Regions from separate parts of the Mus musculus genome. Here region 2 is linked to region 1. Evidence: chromatin contacts called from public promoter capture Hi-C data. All regions are on one chromosome and are shown on one strand. Each heading gives the region's core, a stretch centred on a gene start, on an enhancer-like site or on the middle of the called end of the contact. The rest is flanking DNA. Distances are from core to core; before and after follow the strand shown.

Region 1 (5,253 bases), core at 1,243-3,742:
CAGGTAAGAGGTTACCTAGCAACAGCCAGGTAAGAGCCTGGCTCACATAAAAGAGCCGCTGGCTAGCTTGCTATATTTTGCTCTTTCCATTCTCTCTCTCTCTCTCTCTCTCTCTCTCTCTCTCTCTCTCTCTCTCTCTCTCTCTCTCTCTCTCTCCATCTACTCTCTCCCTCTCTTCCTCACGTTCCATGGCCAGCCTCTTCTCTTCTTTCTCTCTCCTTTTGTCCTTCTCTGTCCCCCTCCCTTCTCTGCCCCTACCCTCTCCTCCAGGTCCCACATAAACTCTCTTTTTATATTAAGCCTATTGTTCAGCTGGTTTGTCAGAAGGAAAGCTCCAGCGTGGGCCTGACCAGGCGCTGCCTTCTGTGGCATCACTGCTGCCATTTTATAAAACACTGCACTACCTTTGATGTATGGAGTCTCACCCTCAAGACACCGTTTCCATTGCACAAAGAGTACAGTTTCTCTTCTGCGGCACTGATCTCCTTAACAATTATCATCTCTTTGTGTACAGCCGATTTGCCTGCTACTTTAAACAATCCACACTCCTTTCCTAGCCATATTGGATTCCTATCTTTCTGCCAGTCTTTATGCTCCTGATTCTGTCTCTAAAGTTCTCCTACCAATATGCTAGTCTATTACTTTTCAATCCAATCGCACCCCAAATTTCAGGACTCGAACAGAGCATGGCCAAATTCTTTGCTGGATTGGATGTAGTCCATTTCTCAATAGAATCCTTATTGCTACCAGAAACCTCATGATCTGTCTACATGTTGGTTGGTGTTTAGTCTTCCAAACCTTCACCAAAATAGCCCATTAAGTAGCATTTATAATATTGTAACATTTCCCTCACCTTCACTTCCTAATTCCTCCTTATCCTCTCCACAAACTAGTTCCAAAGGCCTCCATAGCACAAGAATAAATTTGGTTAAGAAATTATCTTACTCTGAAACCAATTTTCTATACTAGTTATGTCAAGTCTCTGTGACCAAAATGCCTGACATAGGCAACTTCAGAGCTAAAATGTCAAGTCTGCTTCATAGTATCAGAGGGATTCAGTGCCTCATTAAAATACAAATAATAAATACCTCATTTAAGATGTGATCAATGTTAGTACTTACTTCCTGGGTGTTATGAGAGTTAATGGCAGGGCAAACACAAAGATGTAATAACTCAATGAATGTATTGACTTTTAGTGTAGCTCACCCACTTCCCAGAATCCTCAGCTCCTCATGCCTCAAGGCCATCAGTTGGAGCCTGGGGTACAAAGTAGAATTTGCCTGCAGCTCTGAGATTATGGAAACTCCCTACAGTTTAGCAGCTCCTGGAGTGGTTACAGAAAATGAAGCAGCCGGGCGTGGTGGCGCACGACTTTAATCCCAGCACTCGGGAGGCAGAGGCAGGCAGATTTCTGAGTTCAAGGCCAGCCTGGTCTACAGAGTGAGTTCCAGGACAGCCAGGGCTATACAGAGAAACCCTGTCTCGAAAAACCAAAAAAAAAAAAAAAGCACAGAGCGAGGTAGAAGACTTTTCTAAGGTCCGAGGGAAGATATGAATGCTCTCCTCTCCTTGAGTATCGGATCTCCAGCTACAAACAAACTTTCCCGAAAGAGGCGAAGGCAGGAAGGGTCAGGCCTACAGTTAGACAGTCGCAGAACTTCACAAGCTACAGCGCGTTTCCAGGGAGAACAGCCTGCTTTTGCAGAAGACGTTTGATCCAAAAAAAAAATTCAGACTGCTCAGTCAAATTTGAATTTTAGATACAAAACAAATGGCAAAAAGTTTTATCACCAGCATATTACAAGATTGCATGGAATTTACTTAAAATTCAAGTCTAACTGGGCTCCTCCTTGCCAGGGTCTCCCACAATAGGCCTATGGTGACAACTCAACCACAAAGACATGTACCTCAGAATTTGGTCTTTTGGTTTGGGGGCTGGTTTGGGGTTAATGTTCTGTTTCGGTTGTTGGTTTTTGTGGTTGTTTTGCTTTGTTGTGCAACTAAGGGGTTGAAGCCAGGGCTCGGCTGGAAACTGGAGCCGGTGATTACGTGTAGGAATGGGGAAGATCCAGCAGCCATTAGGTTTTTAGGAGATTCGGGCCCAAGGCTGGCATATCTCCAAATGAGAGCAATGGAAGGCCATTTAACTACTTCTAAGGCTTGGCCTATTTCTAAAGGCTTGCTTTACCCATTAATCTCAAAAAGCTCATCCATTGTCAAACCTTAGGCACGTTGTGTGCTTCTTCTGCCTTTATCTTGATCCACAAAACACTAAGATCACTAAGAGCGTCACTCAAGCTTCCTTATCCCAACCGGTCACATCCTACCCCATTCCAAGAGGAACTCCGGGCTAACTGGCCCACAGTTCGAGACTCGTCCCATCCGTCCCATCCGGATTTACAGGAACTCACACTAGCAATCAATCATCCTTAATTTTTAACTGGGCTGTGTCCTAAACCAGCCAATAGCTGAGAGTGCCCCCCCCCCACACACTGATTCTCTGCGACTGTCTGCTCAGTCTGTCCTGAAGCTGCCTAGTGACCAAGAACTTGGACCAGGTTTGGTAATAGGGGGCTTTGGGAGGAACACAAAGTTAAAGAGGGCTTGGCAGGGAGATCTCCAGCCTCCTTATCCCGTTTGTTATTTCTGTAGTTTCCATACACTTGATTCTACTTGAGCTTTCCTCCTCCTCCTCCTCCTCCTCCTCCTCCTCCTCCTCCTCCTCCTCCTCCTCCTCCTCCTCCTCCTCCTCCCCCCTCCCCCTCCTCCTCCCTCAAAGCTGTGAGCTGTGCTGCCCAGCTCGCCCTGGCCTCCTCCTGCAGCCTCTGGCTTATTGTTCTGTTAAGCGGAGCAGGGAGATTGAACAGATGGGCCGAGACCTGGGCGTGAAGGGAGAGAAGGGCCAGCCGGTGCCGGGAAAGCGAAGCGGTTTGGGGAAAACAAAACAGAGGGCGGAGACAGAGAGAAGGTTGCCCCAGAGGGAGGAGGAGAGAACACACCCTGGAAGGGTCGAGGCCTGGAATGGAATGGGGGCGGGCCCGGGAATGGGGTGGACCCCTGAGCTCCTAGGCTCCAAGGCTGGCTCTGAGGCTAACTGGCTTCGTAGGACGCAGCTGACATCGCTGCCCAGATGGCCTCCAGGCTGACCCCACTGACCCTCCTGCTGCTGCTGCTGGCTGGGGTAAGTGGTCCCCCTGTGAGGGGGTGGGGTGGGGGTAGGAGTGAGAATTAACTCTTCAGGTCTTGGTGAAGGAGGGAAGCCTCTCCAGGGAATCTTAAGTTCGAGTCTTGAACTAGCGTTAGACCAGGGTCTAGAGGGACTGGGTTGTCTATTGGAAGGTTCGTTAGCTGAATGACCTTGGGCAGGACCCTTTTCTGGGCTTCCTTAATCCACTATGTAAAAAGGAGAATACATAGACCCATCAGCCAGGCTTAGATGGGTCATAGAAGGGAAGATGAAGAACAAGCCCAAGTTGTGAAAAACAGACACCCTCCACCCCTGGTGCTGCTGTGATGGTCTCTTCTAAGCTAGGGTCTGTAGAAAGCGGGATGCAAGGAGGAAAGCTAGCAGACAGACCTGGACCCGCACCACGGTTAAGAACACTGTGGTCCCGGTAGCCAAGTAGGACAGGGATAACAAGTCAACTAATGAAAACTGTGAGCGCTTGCTTACGGTGGATGAGCAGTGGACTATGCTGGAAGCTGGCATCCTGGGTGACACTGGGTAAGGAGCTAGTTAGCACATAACGTCTAGTTAAGCAAGGGATCTGGATTTTACACACTTTCCTTCCCACTTCTGAATATACTGCCACATAAGGAGATTCTCCTGTCTCCACTTCCCAAAGGCCCAGAAGACAGGGGTTACCTAGCCCCCACTGTCTCTTCCTTTCCTTTTGGAATACTAATTGTTTTCAGTTCCCACTGGTGCACTGCATTCACTCTTGGAAAATCCACAGTCCTAAAATAAGACTCACAATTGCACTAGTCTGGCAAGTGAGTCAAAACAAATTGATATTTACAAGAAAACAGCTACTTGCACGGCGGTCACTGGACACAGATAACTGATAACCAAAATCAGAATTGCCTCGTATCTCCTGCAGAGAATTCCCCCAGCATTGCCTATTTCTGAAGGAATTGTGGGGTTGGTCCAAGGTTTCACCTGCCAGGTTATACCAGGAGCAACTGGGATGATATGTTCCAATCATCTCTTCTTGCTTGGAATGGTTGAGGGAACTGTGGCTCACCAGGAAATGAAACACTGCTTCTTGAACCACAGGATAGAGCCTTCTCAGATCCCGAAGCTACCAGCCACAGCACCCAGGATCCACTGGAGGCTCAAGCGAAAAGCAGAGAGAGCTTCCCTGAAAGAGATGACTCCTGGAGTCCCCCAGAGCCTACAGTACTGCCCTCTACCTGGCCAACAACCAGTGTAGCCATCACAATAACAAATGACACCATGGGTAAAGTAGCCAACGAGTCCTTCAGCCAGCACAGCCAGCCAGCTGCTCAGCTACCCACAGATTCTCCAGGACAGCCCCCTCTGAATTCTTCCAGCCAGCCCTCCACTGCCTCAGATCTTCCCACCCAGGCTACTACTGAACCCTTCTGCCCGGAGCCGCTTGCTCAGTGCTCTGATTCAGACAGAGACTCCTCAGAGGCAAAGCTCTCAGAGGCTTTGACAGATTTCTCTGTGAAGCTCTACCACGCCTTCTCAGCTACCAAGATGGCTAAGACCAACATGGCCTTTTCCCCATTCAGCATTGCCAGCCTCCTCACACAGGTTCTTCTTGGTAAGACTCTGACTTCTGTCCAGGCTGTAAGGGGGACGCTTTCATGGGGATCACCAACCACAGACCTTCTGCGAGGCTGTGCCTCCAGAAAGAAGCTGTAAAATGGGCTACATAGTAGGGGTGATAGGCCTTCACTCTTGAACATGGTTTCATTTAACAGTGATTTAATTAGGTACTATTACTTATATTTTTGGTTGTGAGCTTCACCTTTAATGACTGAGCTATCTCTCTGGCTTGTACAATTGCTTATAAACTAAACCCCTATGGATTCATTAATGATATATAAAATAAGGTCCCAGTCACCAATCATGGTTCAAAGCAATGGAAGGTACTAAGAGATGAAATCCCCAGAGATAGACCTAAGATAGAATCACATGATACACTTTCTAGCTACGAAATCGTGGACATCACTTAACCTCTCTTGACTGTGGCTTATTACCACAGTCATGTAGGGAGGTGAAAA
Region 2 (5,253 bases), core at 1,186-3,685, 280 kb before region 1:
AGTATGCCTCTCTAGCATAACACGTATCAACTCTGTAAAGAGAACTACAGTGGGCTGGGGATGTAGCTCAATGATAAAGCACTTGTCTAGCATGAACAAGGCCCTGGGTTCAATTCCTAACACTACACATGCACCACAGACACAGACTCACACACACACACAGAGAGAGAGAGAAGTAACTCCACCATTTGCTACAGAGATGCTCTGGGCCTTAGCCTGGGTTTGCCTGAATTCACCTAAGTAACCTGACAGTAAAGATGATAACCCAAACTTGAGCCCACTTCCTCCATAGCCCCTTTAAGACTTCAAGGAACTATACAAACTCTTCTCAGCCCTTACCTCTCCTCAGGAGTCTTGCTATGCTCTTCCTGGCACTCTGCAGGAATCTCTGCTGTCCCCTCCTGGGACCGTCCTTTGGCAGGGGACTTACTATCCTCCTCTCTGGGGCAGGGGGCACCATAGGTCCTGGGGCCATATCGAGAGCTGCCATCGTGGTTAAAAGTGAGGCGGGAGCCCCAGAGGCGGTCAGGGCTGGCCAGGATCTCTTTCCGTGGCTGCTCCATCTTGGCCAAAATTTCTTCTACTGTACAGGCTGCAAACCGCTCAGAGGAGGGACGGAAAGGGGCAGGGGCCTTCCTCACACCTCCCAGGGCAGCGCACCGAGCTGGGGGTGTGAGAGGGGGCAAGTCTTCTTTCCCAGCATCCTCCTTCCCAGACTCTTGGGTAACGTCTCCTCCAGCGGTTGCTTCAGCTGAAGGCCTTGGTGCAAACGGGAGGGGACGCTTGCTGACCCCATAGGGCTGAGGTCCTGCCAGCATGTTCATCTTCCGGGCAGAAGGCAGCTCAGCCAGGGGACCCCGAGGAGGGCGAGGCCCAACAGGCACCAGGAGGCTGGGTTTGGCAGGCAGAGCTGGCTTGCTGGGCAAGCCCCGGGGTTTGGGCTTGACAGGGGGCTTGGCTCGTGGGTCACCTTCGGAAGGAAGGATTCATTAGGAACTGTCAGAAGAACCATGAGACATAAATTCTTGTGACTCCTGCTGCACCGAATCTTCCACACTCCAACCTTGGAACCCATCGTTCTAGGTGCAAGTCAGTACCGCCTGTTCCAGGAAGGCTTCCTTGGTTTTTCACATCCCATTATATAGCCTACCTTCTCCAAACTCCTACAACGTGGGCTTTGACCCCTTATCCCTCTAGCATCCTATTTTGCTCCTAACACAGGTTCCTATCGAATGAATGAATGGAGCAGATAAGCATACCCACTTGCCTGGCCTCACCATACTGTCAGCCTGGGAACCCGATGGAGCCCTATTTCTTTACACCACATTTCCATAGTGAAGTTTTGACCCTAGCTGAGCTCCCCTTGTACACCCTGCTGCACCTCTTCCTCTTGCCACCTCAGTCATCCAGTTCATTATCAGGAATGCAAGCTTTCTATTGACCTATGTCAAACAGAAGTAAATCTGCCACAGGAAGGAAGAAGGAAAAAAAAAAAAAAAAAACAAGGGCAGAAATCCACCTTCTATATAAGGCATTGTAATGCCAAATAAAAGACCTTGGGAATTACTCACGGCCACAACCTTCTATAATAGAATCTTGTATCACCCACTCATTCAGCTAAGCATTTAAAAAGTCTAGACAGGGAGAAAGAAGGGCACTCCATTCTCCTTCTGTGCCTCAGTGTCTCCTCCTCCAAGGCTCCCTGGAGTTGTCTCAAAGGCTCTGCTTCCATACCGGCTGGGGCTCTACCTCACTCCCACCAGATGCCAAGGCCCGTGAGCACTCATTTCAGACTCACTGCCTCTCACCTCCACTGTCACTCCAGCTACCTGCCGGGACGGAAGAGGGGTGCAGCCTCCACCCCACCCCCGGCCCTCCTCCCAGCCAACGGCCCCACCCTGCACCCAGCACCCATTGGTACCTGGCTCGGAGCCAACAGGCGCCAGCTCCTCCTCCATATCCTGGGGCAGTGGGGAAGCCATGGCTGTGCCTTCCCTGAGAGTGGATCCTTTCATCACATAGGGCACACCCTGCCTGAGAAATAGGAAGCAGTGTGAGCCGGCCGAAGTGACTGAAGACCCAGGGAAGGGAGAGGTGGAGAAGGGAAAGCTGAGAAAGGCAACAGGCTTAGCCAAGGAAGTCTATTTCTAACCCAGGCAGTGTGGGACAGGAAGAGCGAACTCCAGGGGGAGGCCGGGAAGGTTCCCACAGCCACATCCTCAACTCTTGACACGACTCTCCAACCCTTGGCTCTGAACCTCAGTGATCCAGCACAGGAGGGAGCCACCTCCACCCACACCACCCCCAGGATCCGTCCTGTGATACCCTACTTACAGCTCCTGAGGCAACCCTCTCGGGTCAGGGAGCCCCACTAGAGGTGTCCACTCTGAGCGGAGCAAGAAGGCCAGAAACTCTCAAGTCTCTGGAATCACCTCATGGGACGGGAAAAACCCGCTCCTCCCCAACCTGGGGCTCCGCCCCACAGCCGGCCCCCCTCTTCCCATTCTCCTCCCTCCCTCCACGGCTGGGAGTGGCTCCCTACCCCCCCCCCATTCTCCTTTCACATCCCTGCCCCCCTCCAGCACTCAAGAGCTGTCTCATCCAAACACAGGGACATAAGAAATAAAAAGTAAGCATCTGGAATACATTTTTTTCCCTTTAATTTCTCAATCGTTTTGGCTTCAGCTTGGAATTTGATGAGGTAAAGCCAGGGCCTAGTCCTGTTACCATAGCAATGGCCTCCCACTGGATTTCCAGGGCCTAGCCAAGGGGAAGGAGGAGCCGGCCCAGGATGGGCAGGGAGGACAGACTGGGCTTGATTGCTTGTGGGGTGGGGGGTGTAACTGAGAGGAAAACTCCCTGGGGTTGCCCCTTCCAGGACAGTCAGGGAGGGACCTGCAAAAGCCTGTGACATAGGAATGGGTGTGCACCCTAAAGGAGTTTTGAGGGGTCAGAAGAAACTAAACCAGATGATAGCCACATGGTAGTAGCCTGTGCCAGGAGCCTCTGGAGCTGATATTGTAAGATCTAACAACTAAATGGGTCTGTCACTTCAGAGCTGTGCGACTAGTCTAAGGCATACTGCTTAAAAAAAAAAAAAAGTATTAAATGAGTTTCAAGTCAAACAATGCATGCAAAATACCAAGCCTGGAAGTGGTAAGTAACAGTTGGCCATTATTAATGTGACTCCATTCAGTGTCTCCCATGAGCTAACTAGCATCCTTGGTAACCACCTCTACCTACCTCTCCCCCTACCGTAGGCTGCGTCTCTAGACCATTCCTTCATGTCCCCCCCACCTCAAATTCTTCAGGCCTTCCACCCCCTCAGTTCCCACCCTGGCTGCTGAAGCACCCTCCCACTCTCAAGCCCCCCCTCCGGCTCTGGTGGTGACTAGTGAACACTGCTCCTCTGGTTCAAGAGCAAGGGAGACATGCCAAACACATGGAATGCACAGAGCCCTGGAGGGCAACCCAACCCTCTCCAACCTCAAGGCTCCCCTCCCACTCCAGCTGCTCTGAGAAGACAGTTCTCAATTCTAAGAGACCTGTGGTGCCCAGCCTTTGCAAAAGATGTCCCCATCCGCTTGACCCTGTCCCAGCTTATTTAAAGAGGGTACAGACAGTAACTCCGTCAATGTCAAAAGGCTGATCAGCCAACTACCAGGGGCTGTTTTCCTTGTATGTGGGTGAATAACGCTTGAAGGCGGAGAGATGACAGAAAAATTAAATTAAATTAAAAATATATACAAGATTGCTTGCTTGTCCTTGAACATTATTACAAGGGATATGGTGAAGGTGGTTAGAAATGGAGAAAAACTAGTCCAAAACAGAAAAACCCTCTCACCTGCGGTTGAGATAGGGGCTTGATGGACACCTCTGAGGTTAGAAAGAGCTGCAGAGATGAAAACAGGCTCCGAGTCCCCAACAGGGGAGGCGGTTACAGTACACAGGCCCCAGCCAGGAGCCCCAGGTAACCAAGGCCATGTCCATAAGCTGCAGAATCGCAGTACCTCAAGAACTCCCCACTCTTAGTGGTCTAGGGAAATCAGGCAGCCCTGGGAGTAGAGGCTGCCCCCAAAGAATGGAAAGGAGCTATGTAGCCCCAGCCCTGGACAGACACTCAGAAGGGCCTGAGGGCAAGCAGGGTCGTCCCTAAAGGTCTACCACTGGATGTTCAGCTAGTGCGATCAGGAGGGCTAAGTGTTGGAAGAGGGGGGCCAACAGGAAGATGGAACAGCCCAGGGCAAGGGGCTGTTTGGAGGGCCTCCGTGGGGAGCTTACGGACACCGAGCGGCTAGCCGAAGAGGAGGAGCAGACGAGGGTGGAGAAGGAGGGGGCGGCAGCAGCGGAAGACTGAGCGAGATGCCAAGCAGCCCTCGAAGGAACAGACGGAGGACTGACGACGAGGACTCGGTGGGGGCGGCCTAGCGTGGATGGGGGCGTGCCGTGGGAGCTAGGGAAGGGGGCCGGTGAGGGCAAGGAGGGGGTCCCTCGAGCAGCTCCGCCCGCCCCCGGCCCCGCCCCACCCTCGCCTCTCCCCGCTTTCTTCTGGCTCACTGCACGGACGCCTTCCACCCCCGCACACACGCGCCAGCTCCGCAGCGCCCGAGCGCCCCAGGCCCTCGCAAACTTTCCTGGTGACCCCCTCCCACCGCTGCCGCCCCAATCTAAGGTCCCGGCTGCTAGGCGCCGGGTTCTTTCCATGCCCTTCCCCGCCCCCATCCCCAGACCCCGCCTCCTCCGGCTGCCGCGCACTCACGCGCTCCCCCGGGACCGGCTCCACTCAGCGAGGCACCCCGACGCCAGTGACCGCTGCTGCCGCCGCCGCCACCGTCACCGCGGGACCGAGCCAGTGCAAGCCCCGGGGCCCCTCCCCTCGCTCCGCCCAGAGACACGCCCCCATGTTGCTCATGAATATTCATATAGGAAACCGGGAGTAGGAAAACGAAGCTGAAACAGAGTCGGGCGCACCATATGCAAACAAGCACAGATCCCACATAATTATTCATGACCTTGTAAATGAGGGGCCGGTCCTGATTCAGATTTAGGCGAAACTGACGCAATTTTACCCCAGCGCCACCGAGATGACTGCCTAGAGAGGAAACCGCCCTGGACAGCTTTCCCTGAGCCTACACTGATTACAGCACCATAGAGCGCGGGCAGCACGAAGGGAACTGTTGGCGGACTGAAGAGTCTTCCTGTTACACCTGAGCCTCCTGAGAGCGGCAAACGACGTGGCCACCCCCACGTGGA

Evidence for each region. Capture Hi-C pulls out chosen DNA fragments and counts their contacts.
Region 2: a contact with region 1 is called in a promoter capture Hi-C map of adipose tissue. The contact joins the promoter of Tnks1bp1 here to the promoter of Serping1 in region 1. A contact is called at or near these places in 2 of 39 promoter capture datasets (both in liver) and 1 of 9 other capture datasets (adipose tissue).

The regions. Positions count from the first base shown.
Region 1 is chr2:84,772,668-84,777,920 of GRCm38.p6, reverse strand. Serping1 (serine (or cysteine) peptidase inhibitor, clade G, member 1) reads left to right here and starts at 2,492. Exons shown (of 8, transcript NM_009776.3): 1 at 2,492-2,558; 2 at 3,107-3,181; 3 at 4,277-4,790. The coding sequence starts at 3,131.
Region 2 is chr2:85,047,642-85,052,894 of GRCm38.p6, reverse strand. It overlaps Tnks1bp1 (tankyrase 1 binding protein 1), which reads right to left and starts at 2,435. Exons shown (of 12, transcript NM_001081260.2): 1 at 2,335-2,435; 2 at 1,922-2,034; 3 at 340-970. The coding sequence starts at 2,015.